2 separate regions of the Sus scrofa genome follow, and region 2 is linked to region 1. The links are chromatin contacts, called in public Hi-C maps. All regions are on one chromosome and are shown on one strand. The core of a region is the stretch at or near the end of the contact, and the rest is flanking DNA. Distances in the headings are between cores, read along the strand shown.

What was found. A called contact is a pair of places that touch in the nucleus more often than the background predicts.
Region 2: a Hi-C map of epiblast stem cells shows a contact between it and region 1, with 2.1 times the contacts expected there. The contact joins the promoter of CHMP7 here to the enhancer-like site in region 1. A contact is called at or near these places in 1 of 5 promoter capture datasets (liver), 12 of 47 Hi-C or Micro-C datasets (alveolar macrophages, blood, embryonic fibroblasts and 8 more) and 2 of 2 datasets of contacts at active chromatin or transcription factors (alveolar macrophages and skeletal muscle).

The regions. Positions count from the first base shown.
Region 1 is chr14:7,343,401-7,347,926 of Sscrofa11.1, reverse strand. It overlaps LOC100737977 (tumor necrosis factor receptor superfamily member 10B-like), which reads left to right. Exons shown (of 10, transcript XM_021073208.1): 10 at 975-3,139. The coding sequence ends at 1,288. Among named protein-coding and RNA genes, the nearest start is that of CHMP7, 44 kb to the left of the region's middle. Within about 2 kb of position 1,831, at least 1 of the 83 cell types and tissues checked has an H3K27ac peak or open chromatin away from gene starts, as enhancers often do.
Region 2 is chr14:7,387,697-7,392,222 of Sscrofa11.1, reverse strand. It overlaps CHMP7 (charged multivesicular body protein 7), which reads right to left and starts at 2,157. Exons shown (of 10, transcript XM_021074113.1): 1 at 1,678-2,157. The coding sequence starts at 1,976.

The sequences.
Region 1 (4,526 bases), core at 582-3,081:
CGTCTTCACTGCGTCCCCACAGCTGTGAGGGCAGCTGAGACCGGGGATGGCTTGTGCCTGGGCCATCCAGACTCTAAAGGCCTCAGAGCCAGGTCTGCCCACTCTGAGGCACCTCAGGGGCTGTGCCGTCCAGCAGGGCACCCACTGGCCCCAGGAGGCTGTGGGGCAGCTGACCTGTGGCCAAATTCGATCCCGTATCTCAAAGAATTGGTAGAAAACAGGAATGTAATAGGTCCCATCAACAATTTTTGACCATTATTACATTTTGAGATGAACGTTTTGGAATGTATTGAGTCCGTGCCATATTTTATGGAAATTAGTATAACTTGTTAACATTTTACGTTTTCCAGCGTAGCTGTGAGAGAATATGAACTTCCTTCAGCGGCCACCTTAGGTACCTATGCACGGTGGTGTGCACTGCGTTGCACACGCTTGCCCTGCATCCCCAGTCCCGCGAGGCGGGCGGCCTCGGCTCCACCTCACATGTTAGCGTCTGTTTGTCCCCATCCAGCTCAGGGAGGCCGAGCTGAGTGTGAAGCCAGAGACCTTCCAAGCTCCAGGCCTTGCTGGGTCCCCAGTGCCGAGGTGGCAGCTGGGGCCCTGAGTCTCACGAGAGGGGCAGGTGCCACCCTGAGTCTCACGAGAGGGGCAGGTGGCCCCCTCTGCCTCCTGCCACTACTGCCTTCTCCCTCCATGACGTCCGTTTCCCCTCCCCGGTGGGCCCTTCTCCCTCACTTAGGACAGGATTCTCTGGTGACCTTGACTCCCTACGGTGTCCTGGGGACATAGGGGGCCCAGGCAGTGTGTGGCCCGATGTCTCTGTGGCTGGGAAGCAGGTCAGGGATGCAGAGCAGCAGCTGCCTCAGCAGGGGGAGCTCTTCAGGTCCCGCCCTGGGGTCCAGGCCTGCCCGAGGGTCCTCTGCCCTTTCTGAAGCTGGTCCCAACCTTCTCTCTGTGACTTTCCCCCAACCTAGGCTTGAGGCAGTTCTTTGATGACTTTTCCAACATCGTGCCTTGTGATTGCTGGGACAAACTCATGAGAAAGATGGACCTCACCCAAAATGACATCCTTCAGAGCAGAGATCGCGCTCGGAACACCGGGGATGCCTTGTATGAGATGCTGGAGACCTGGGTCCGCCGCAAAGGGCGGGAGGCCTCAGTCAACGACCTCCTCGATGCCTTGGAAGCACTGGGGCAAAGATACGCAAAGGAGAAAATTGAGGACACGCTGGTGGGCTCAAGAAAGTTCGTCTTCAAAGAAGGTGAAGCTGGTGCTGCTGTGTCCTGAGTGTTTGAGGACCTCATCTTCCAGTTCTGGACACGTTTTTTATCCAAATGGACTTGCTCTTTTTACTCTCATGTATTACAATAGAATCTATGTTTTGTTGGGGAGGGGGTGTAATCTGTAATACTGTTTGTTGTATGACTTTCTGCTATTTATTGTTTTTTGCGGTTTTTTTGCTGTCTTAGGACCGCACCTAAGGCCTGTGGAGGTTCCCAGGCTAGGGGTCGAATCGGAGCTGTAGCCGCTGGCCTACGCCAGAGCCACAGCCACTTGGGATCTGAGCTGCATCTGCGACCTACACCACAGCTCACGGCAGCGCCGGATCCTTAACCCACTGAGTGAGGCCGGGGGTCGAACCCGCAACCTCATGGATCCTAAGTCAGGTTCATTAACCACTGAGCCACAAAGGGAACTCCTGCTTCTATGTTTTTTATATGTATTTATAGTAGCCTAGAAAAGATTCTGTGAAATAACACTGGGTTGTTTACATGGGTTGCCTTTTTGAGAGGTGCGAAGCCACAATGATTGGGTGTCACAAGTAATGGCAGAAGAGAGCCCAGCACCGCTGTGGGGAGCACTGGAGGAATCCACTCTCCTTCAAAGGCAGTCTCGCACTCTTGGATACCTGGTGACCTCTGTGGTGCCCACTCTTTTATACCTGAAAATCTCATAGGTGTGTGACTATTTCTTTTATTTACCGGTGGGCGTTTACAAGTCAGCAGAGCGTGACGAGACGTGGCATCCCTGCACAGCCCTGTGTCTGGTGTCTGTGAGCTGGGCTGTCAGGCGTGGGCCTCCGCCGGTTCTTCGTTGGACCTCGGTGCTGAGGGTGGGATGCAGGTTGGGTGCAGATGTTAAGTGACATGGGCGTCTTGCGTCTGATCTTGTTAGTGAAGCTTCGGCTCCCTCTGGGTTCCCGGGAGGGAGGGGAGGGATCTGGTCCCAGTGTCTGCCGTGGTCTCAGGGAGGAAGTGCAGTTGGTGGTGGTGGACTGTGTTCAGTGTGGGCTGACTCGGCACTAGATGGGCACTCGCGGTCCGGGTGCTCTGATCTGAGCCTCAGAACTGCCTTTTGCGGTCTGAGTTGGCTACTCGGGCATCTCAACCTCTTCGTAAGCTTTGGCCTCCTGCAGAAACAGACTCACACAGACATGCCAATTCCTAAACACTGTAGGCATTGGCCTAAAATGGCTGATGTGTTGGGGTTCTGTCCTTTCATTCCTTTTTTTTGTTTGTTTGTTTGTTTTAAAGCCTTCCATTAAAACCCTTCTTTGTAGGCGTCCAGTTACTGCAGGATGATCTTATGGAGGAAGGGCCACTCAGGAGTTGTGGTCTTTTCCGTCTCAAGACTCTGTGTGTTGCCTTCCCCAAAGCTGATGTGGCCAAAGATGGAATTGCCTGACATTTAGGCACGTTCAGGGTATGGTGTCGGGAGTCAACTGGAGTGTTTTGGAAGGGCTGCCCCCCATGGTCCTGCTGTTATAAGCAAGCCCTCTGGCCCCTTCTTTCCGGATATCTGGCCCTTCTCTCAGAGGATTTCTGTGAGTGCCCTTCTAAAGTATTAGTCTTATCAGTGTTTGTCATATCCCTTCACATATTTATTGTGTCTTTTACCAGTGAAAACCTTCTAGAGATATGAAGTTGTTTCCTTTATTGCTTCGTGTCAGTGCACGGGAAGTTTTATTTAAAAGTTTTATTTAAAGGTTGGGTTCTGTGCATGTTTCCTCTCCATGGGAAGATCCCTTTTAAGAATTTCTTGGAAACCTTAGACAATGAAAGAAAAGCCACTGGGCACAAAATACCATGTCCTTATGAATTTGTGACCAAATTAAACATGCAATTCTGTATTTAAAAAGGTGTGTGTGTCTTTCTTGGCCATCTTCCCGTCCTCTGGAGCAGCTCGGAGTGACAAGGGTGCAGGGCATGTGTTCTTGCCGTGACCTGCTCCTTCCTTCTTTATGCCTCGGGCTCGGCCCGCAGGGGTTTCTTCTGCTCTGACTCTGGATTTCCCCCTGGAATCCGGCCCCTGCTCCCTCCCTCCCTCCCCTCCCTGCCCTTCCCCTGGCAGAGAGACCTGCGCCTGGCCCGGCCCCCCACAGCCCCCCCCCCCGGTGCTGTCTCTAGGTCACACCTGGGCCTGCAGGGCTCTCGCGAGATGCGCACTGGCTCTGACAGAGCCCTTGGGATGAGGTGGGTCCCTGAGGAGGGGGGCCCTGCTGGCTGGGGTCACTCTGTGACCCTCTCACCTGTGGGCCTCCTGGAACTCCAGGGCCACCTTCCCCTTCCCTCTCTGCTGGCCCCTCTGCCCCCTCATCAGTGGGCCAGGTGGCTCTGCACTGCAACCTCATAGAGACCCAGGTCCCCTCCCCTGGACTGTGGGCTCTGGCTCTCCCACCCACCTGGAGTCTCTGTGGTCCCACGCCTGTTCCCTTGCCCGGAGCAAAGGTGCTGGGTGCAGAGCGGCACACCCTCTTGGGACCCCGCCTGCTCCTGGGCCTGACCGAGAGTCATCACATATTACATCAGGATTAGGAAGAAAGAGGTTTTAGGTCACAAATCAGGAGCAAGAGGTGACGTTACAGTCAAAATTAATTTCATTTCATTTCATTTTATTTTTTGCCTCGTAGGGCCGCACCTGAGGCACTTGGAAGTTCCCAGGCGAGGGGTCGAATCAGAGCCACAGCTGCCAGCCTACACCACAGCCACAGCAACACAGATCCAGGCCACGTCTGTGACCTACACCACAGCTCATGACAATGCCGAATCCTCAACCTGCTGAGCAAGGCTAGAGATCCAACCACAACCTCATGGTTCCTAGTCAGATTCGTTTCTGCTGCGCCACGATGGGAACTCCCCAAATCAATTCTTAAAAAGAACTGTTTCCTGTATGAGGCCCCTGTGTCAAATCAACCGAATGGTCCTTGCACTGGGCCGTCTGACGGGGCCTCCATCTGTTTCTGTGTCTGTCAAGATTTTAGTGGTGACTCAGGGTTGGGGAGGTGAGGGTGTTAGGGCAGGAGGGAGAGTCAGGGGCAGGATCAGCGGTCAGTAGGCTGTATTTCAGTCCACTTGTGATGAGTCTGAGCAGATTTACAGGGTACGTTAGAGCTTGTACTTACTAGCAGAAGTTACTCTGAAACGTAGTGCTTTACAGCCACAGCCTTTATGACCTCACCATTTCTATGGATCAGCAATCCAGGCCCAGAATTGTGGAGTTCTCTAACTCTGGGTCTCACAAGACT
Region 2 (4,526 bases), core at 908-3,407, 44 kb before region 1:
CGCGTAACAATTTTCTACAAGAGAAAATTGAGGGATTGAGAAGATGACAGAGGTCAAAACTAAACTATAATTTGGCTCCAATATGCAAGCTTTCCGCTAAAACTACAAAGGCACAGGAGGTCATGGGGCCTGTGTTGAGACTTCCCTTTACAAATGGAGTTCCAAATGATAAAATGAAAACAGCAACAATGGATTAGTGTCAAGGACAAGACATAAGGAAGAATACAAAGATGTTCAGAGAAAGAGTTCTCTGCTATTCCTAAGCCAGGGTGGAGATAAGACATAAGCATTTCATGGTACTAGTAATACGTTGCTAAATGTACTGAATGCTCCCATGGGCTGGTTATTATGCTAAGGGCCACAGAAAGAGTATCTCTTCAAATATAATAAATTCAGAGATCCTGCTGTGGCTCAGCAGAAACGAATCTGACTAGTAACCATCATGAGGATGCAGGTTCGATCCCTGGCCTTGCTCAGTGGGTTAAGGATCTGGCATTGCTGTGAGCGGTGGTGTAGGTTGCAGACACAGCTCGGATCCCGTGCTGCTGTGGCTCTGGTGTAGGGAACCCCTAGCCTGGGAACCTCCATATGCCGCGAGAGCGGCCCAAGAAATGGCAAAAAGACCAAAAAAAAAAAAAAAAAAAAAAAGCAGCCCAGACTGTTCTTGCTCCTCACCGACTTCTTCAGCTACTGTCTCTCCTGCGCCCCATCTCGGGCCTGGACTGAAACTTTGATGTCAGCCGAGGCAAGAGAGCTGGGGAAAAGGAGGAGAGACCTCTTGATCAGAAAGAGCAGCAAGCTAAAAGCAATGTATCAAAGTTGACTTTTGTCTTCAGCCAGGCTGCTCTGGGTATGACATATACAACGTGTGCATATGCTTTAGAATAGAAGACCCCGGGGTCCAGTTCCCCCATTCTTCTAACTAGCTATGCAACCCCAGGTAAGTCGCTTATCTCCTTAGGTTCAGTTTCCTCTTCTGTCTGCTGAGGACACCTGCCCACAGGACTGCAGAGGGGGTCAGATGAAATGGTGTGTGCAAAGTACCTGCACACTGTGAAGTGTTGTATGTGTATAAGATGTCCACGTTACCACCTGAGGTAGCTCCAAAACCCTGCACCTGTTGCACAGGTAGCACCTAAAGGGCACCAAGATACTCAGTAAAGCCCTCAACCTCCCTCATGTCTTCTGCTCCAAACCGCTTGTGCCAAGGATAAGCCAAGACAGGCCAGACACATGACCTCTGCTGGGAGGCTGCTAGCAAGATCCCTACAGGCCTCTTCCCCACAACTGTCTTCTTAGCTCTGCCTTTCCTTAGTTCAATAAATCCTGTCTCATGGACCATTTATGTTTCGAGGTAATCTGAATTCAGAAGTCCCTACGAAATAACTACATAATGGGATTCCAGTCCAGACAAATCACTGTCACCTCCGACAGGCTGGCTTCTACTCTAAACCCTCTGCATCTCCGTAATGAGGCTACCCTGGCCTCTCAATTTCCCTCCACCCTCCTCCCTCTCTCTCCCAACACCCCCTAACCTAGCCTCCTTCTTCGCCCACAGAGCAAACAGAGACTGCCCAGGGGGCCAGCTCCTGGGCTGGGCGGCGTGCGCTCGGGAGAACTGCCCGGGTCCCTGCCCGCGGGGAGCCGCCCCGCCCCCCGGCCCGGGCCCGCCCTCACCGCAGCAGGTCCTGCAGCACGGTGGCCAGCCCCAGCGGGACGCTGCCCTTGCGCTGAAAGGCCTCCTGCAAGTCCCGCAGACGCAGGCGCACCACCCCCTGGCGGCGGCTGTGGCTCAGCACCAACGGTGCCCAGAAGCCCATCTTGCTGTCCCAGTCGGTGCTGTTCACCTCGCGACTCCTTTTGAAGGCGGAGAACAGGAAAGACATGCGCTCCTCATCTTCCTCCCACTCGGGGGGCAGTAGGCCCGCCGAGTCTCCCCCGGCCGGGGCCTCGGCCTCCCGCTCCGGGGACCACATCGGAACCCCAGCCCCGCCAAGGCTCCGAACACAACCCTGGCCCTGGTCCCCTTCCGTCCTGGTTCCCTCCCGGCTTCCGTTCCTTGGCCACCTCCTCTTCTGTCATTACGTCACCGCCCCATGAAATAAGTCCGCGTGTCCTCACGGCGCACGCGTCTCCGCCCGGCCTGCGCCCGGAAGTAGGATGATGACCCTATTTTTCGAGAAACTCAGAGCGCTTGCGCCAACCCCTCCTCCCGCAGCCTTTGTGCGGTAAGGAGGACGTCGCGTGTGCGCAGCGGGTAAGTGCGCATCGTCGCACCCCGTCTGGAATCGGGAAGTTTGGCAAAGCATCGTAGAGGCAAACGACTGTCCGCCGAACTTGTGGTGGTTTCTGATAGGACTGTAGAGTCCCGCTAAGGGGCGCCAGAGGCACGAGCGTCAGCCACGCAGATCACCTTGTAGCGGCGTTCTTCAGACATTTAAACTTCCGAGTGAGCTCCCTTTTACGATAACGTCACGGATAAACAAAACTCTCGATCACTTAAGCTCTGTGAGAGTGTATACCCGGATTTTCAAGGATATATAAGCTTTCACTCCTCACCTTCTCTATCTTGGAGTGTCCCTTTGTTACCTTCTCAGAATCAATATACCCTTAAGATCGCGCTCAGTTCTTATTTTCCTTGAAACCGTCTCCAACTGTTCTGACTCATCGTTGATCTCTTTCACGATGAAAGAGTACAGCATGGGCTGAACAATACAGCATTTACTATTCCGGGTCCTGTTCCCTCGTTCCCTGAGAGCGGTGCAATGGCTTTAATATCTGTAATGCATGGTGGTGCTGGAGAACTATTTCATAAACTGAAAAGGGCATACCTTGACCCTTGCCCTTCTAATTATCTTAGAATTGTTAGATTCTCTCACACACAGACACAAAAATCTTAACGAGTAACAGACATATTCAGTGTGTTAAGAATAAACTGGTTTTCTTTTTAATTGAACCATCTAAAAGGTGAAAAGAGTTTCTTATTTAATGGAACCAGGTAACAGTCATCAGAGTGGAACATAAATTTGGCCTCTGTCGCTCACTGGCTGTATGACCTTGGGCCTCTTGTAAAGTAATATTTCCTAATAGGGTTGTTTGAGGGAAATGTTACAATGTATGTAAAATACTTGGCAAATGATGTAGTGGGTGTTATCACTGAGTGACAGGATGTTTAGTAGTTGGGACTTAGTGTAAGGAAGAATTTTAATAAGCATTTTAAAGGAGAGGAAGTGATATGATTGGTTACGTAAATGAATGTGTTGATACTGATGACTTGTGTTATTCCTCCAAGCACTTTCACAGACAATACCTCATTTAATACTCATAGCAATTGACAAAAATTCTTGACCACACTCTAGACAGGCTCCTCTAAGTCTTCTTAACTATACCTGTCAACCTTAGTCTATAAAGATGTGAACAAAAACTAACAGTTTCTAGCAGCTGAAGGCATATTTGTAAGGTGACCCTACCCCCCCTTAAAGTGCCTGCCTAAGAAAACTCAAGGTTATCAAAAAAAATTTACTATTTGTTCCAGCCAACACCTGAAGACAGAGCCCCTGTCTCCTAGCCTCTGTGAGAGGGGAGGAGTCTTACTTTGATAAGCCCTAGTTAGCAAACCCAAATGAGTTTTACAGGGATCAACCCTCCCTTCCTGCATTGTGTAATTTTTCACTGACTCTACTGAGACAGGCTTACCCTCTTCCCTATCCCCTTGTTCTCCCTTTAAAGAGCCCAGTCACCTCTGTACAAATAGAAGCTGAGTTCAGTTCACCCTGGACTCTTTTCCTTATTGCAGTAATATACTACTGATTAAAATCTGTTTGACGACTTTAGCCTCCGGCTTTGTAAACAAAAGACCAAATTTTGACACTTTCCTGTGCGATGAGTTTGGGTACTTCTTCCATTTTATAGATGAGAATGTTGAACCACAACTACGTTAAGTCTGGTGGAGAACATTCCAGAAAAGAAGAATAGTATGTAACTTGAGCAAATAAGCTGTACCCTGAGAAACACATTTCTTCATGCTGTCATGCCAATAAAATGGCTGGTTGATCTGTGTCATGAGAGAGACCAGGCTGTTTTCTGCCAGAGATCTCTGAGTCTGAGTCAGAATAGTCCAGATCCTAAGCATCTAAAGGAAAGCAAAGTTGGGCACTGGTGTCCACCTGCACCTGAAAGCGCTACTGGGTTCCTGACACCTCTGGGCGCAGACTTCCCTGCCTTCACCTTTTAGAGATTAGAAGGGCTGCAGGGAGTAGTGCAGAACCGAAAGGAAGCTCTGCTGATCCTGAGAGGGGCAGGTGGGTATGTGGCAAAGCTTTCACGCTCCAGGCTTCCAACCACTACTCTCTTCCTCTGCTCTGTGGGACTAGCTCATTTTCTTCCTTAGGTCACAGCTTACAGGTCACTGAAAGATCTTGTCTGAACACCCCACCTCACATAGCACCCTTGGCATTTTAGAATGGATGGGTCAGTTTGACAACACCTGCTGATTAATCTTAACATCACAGAAAGAAAGACAACCA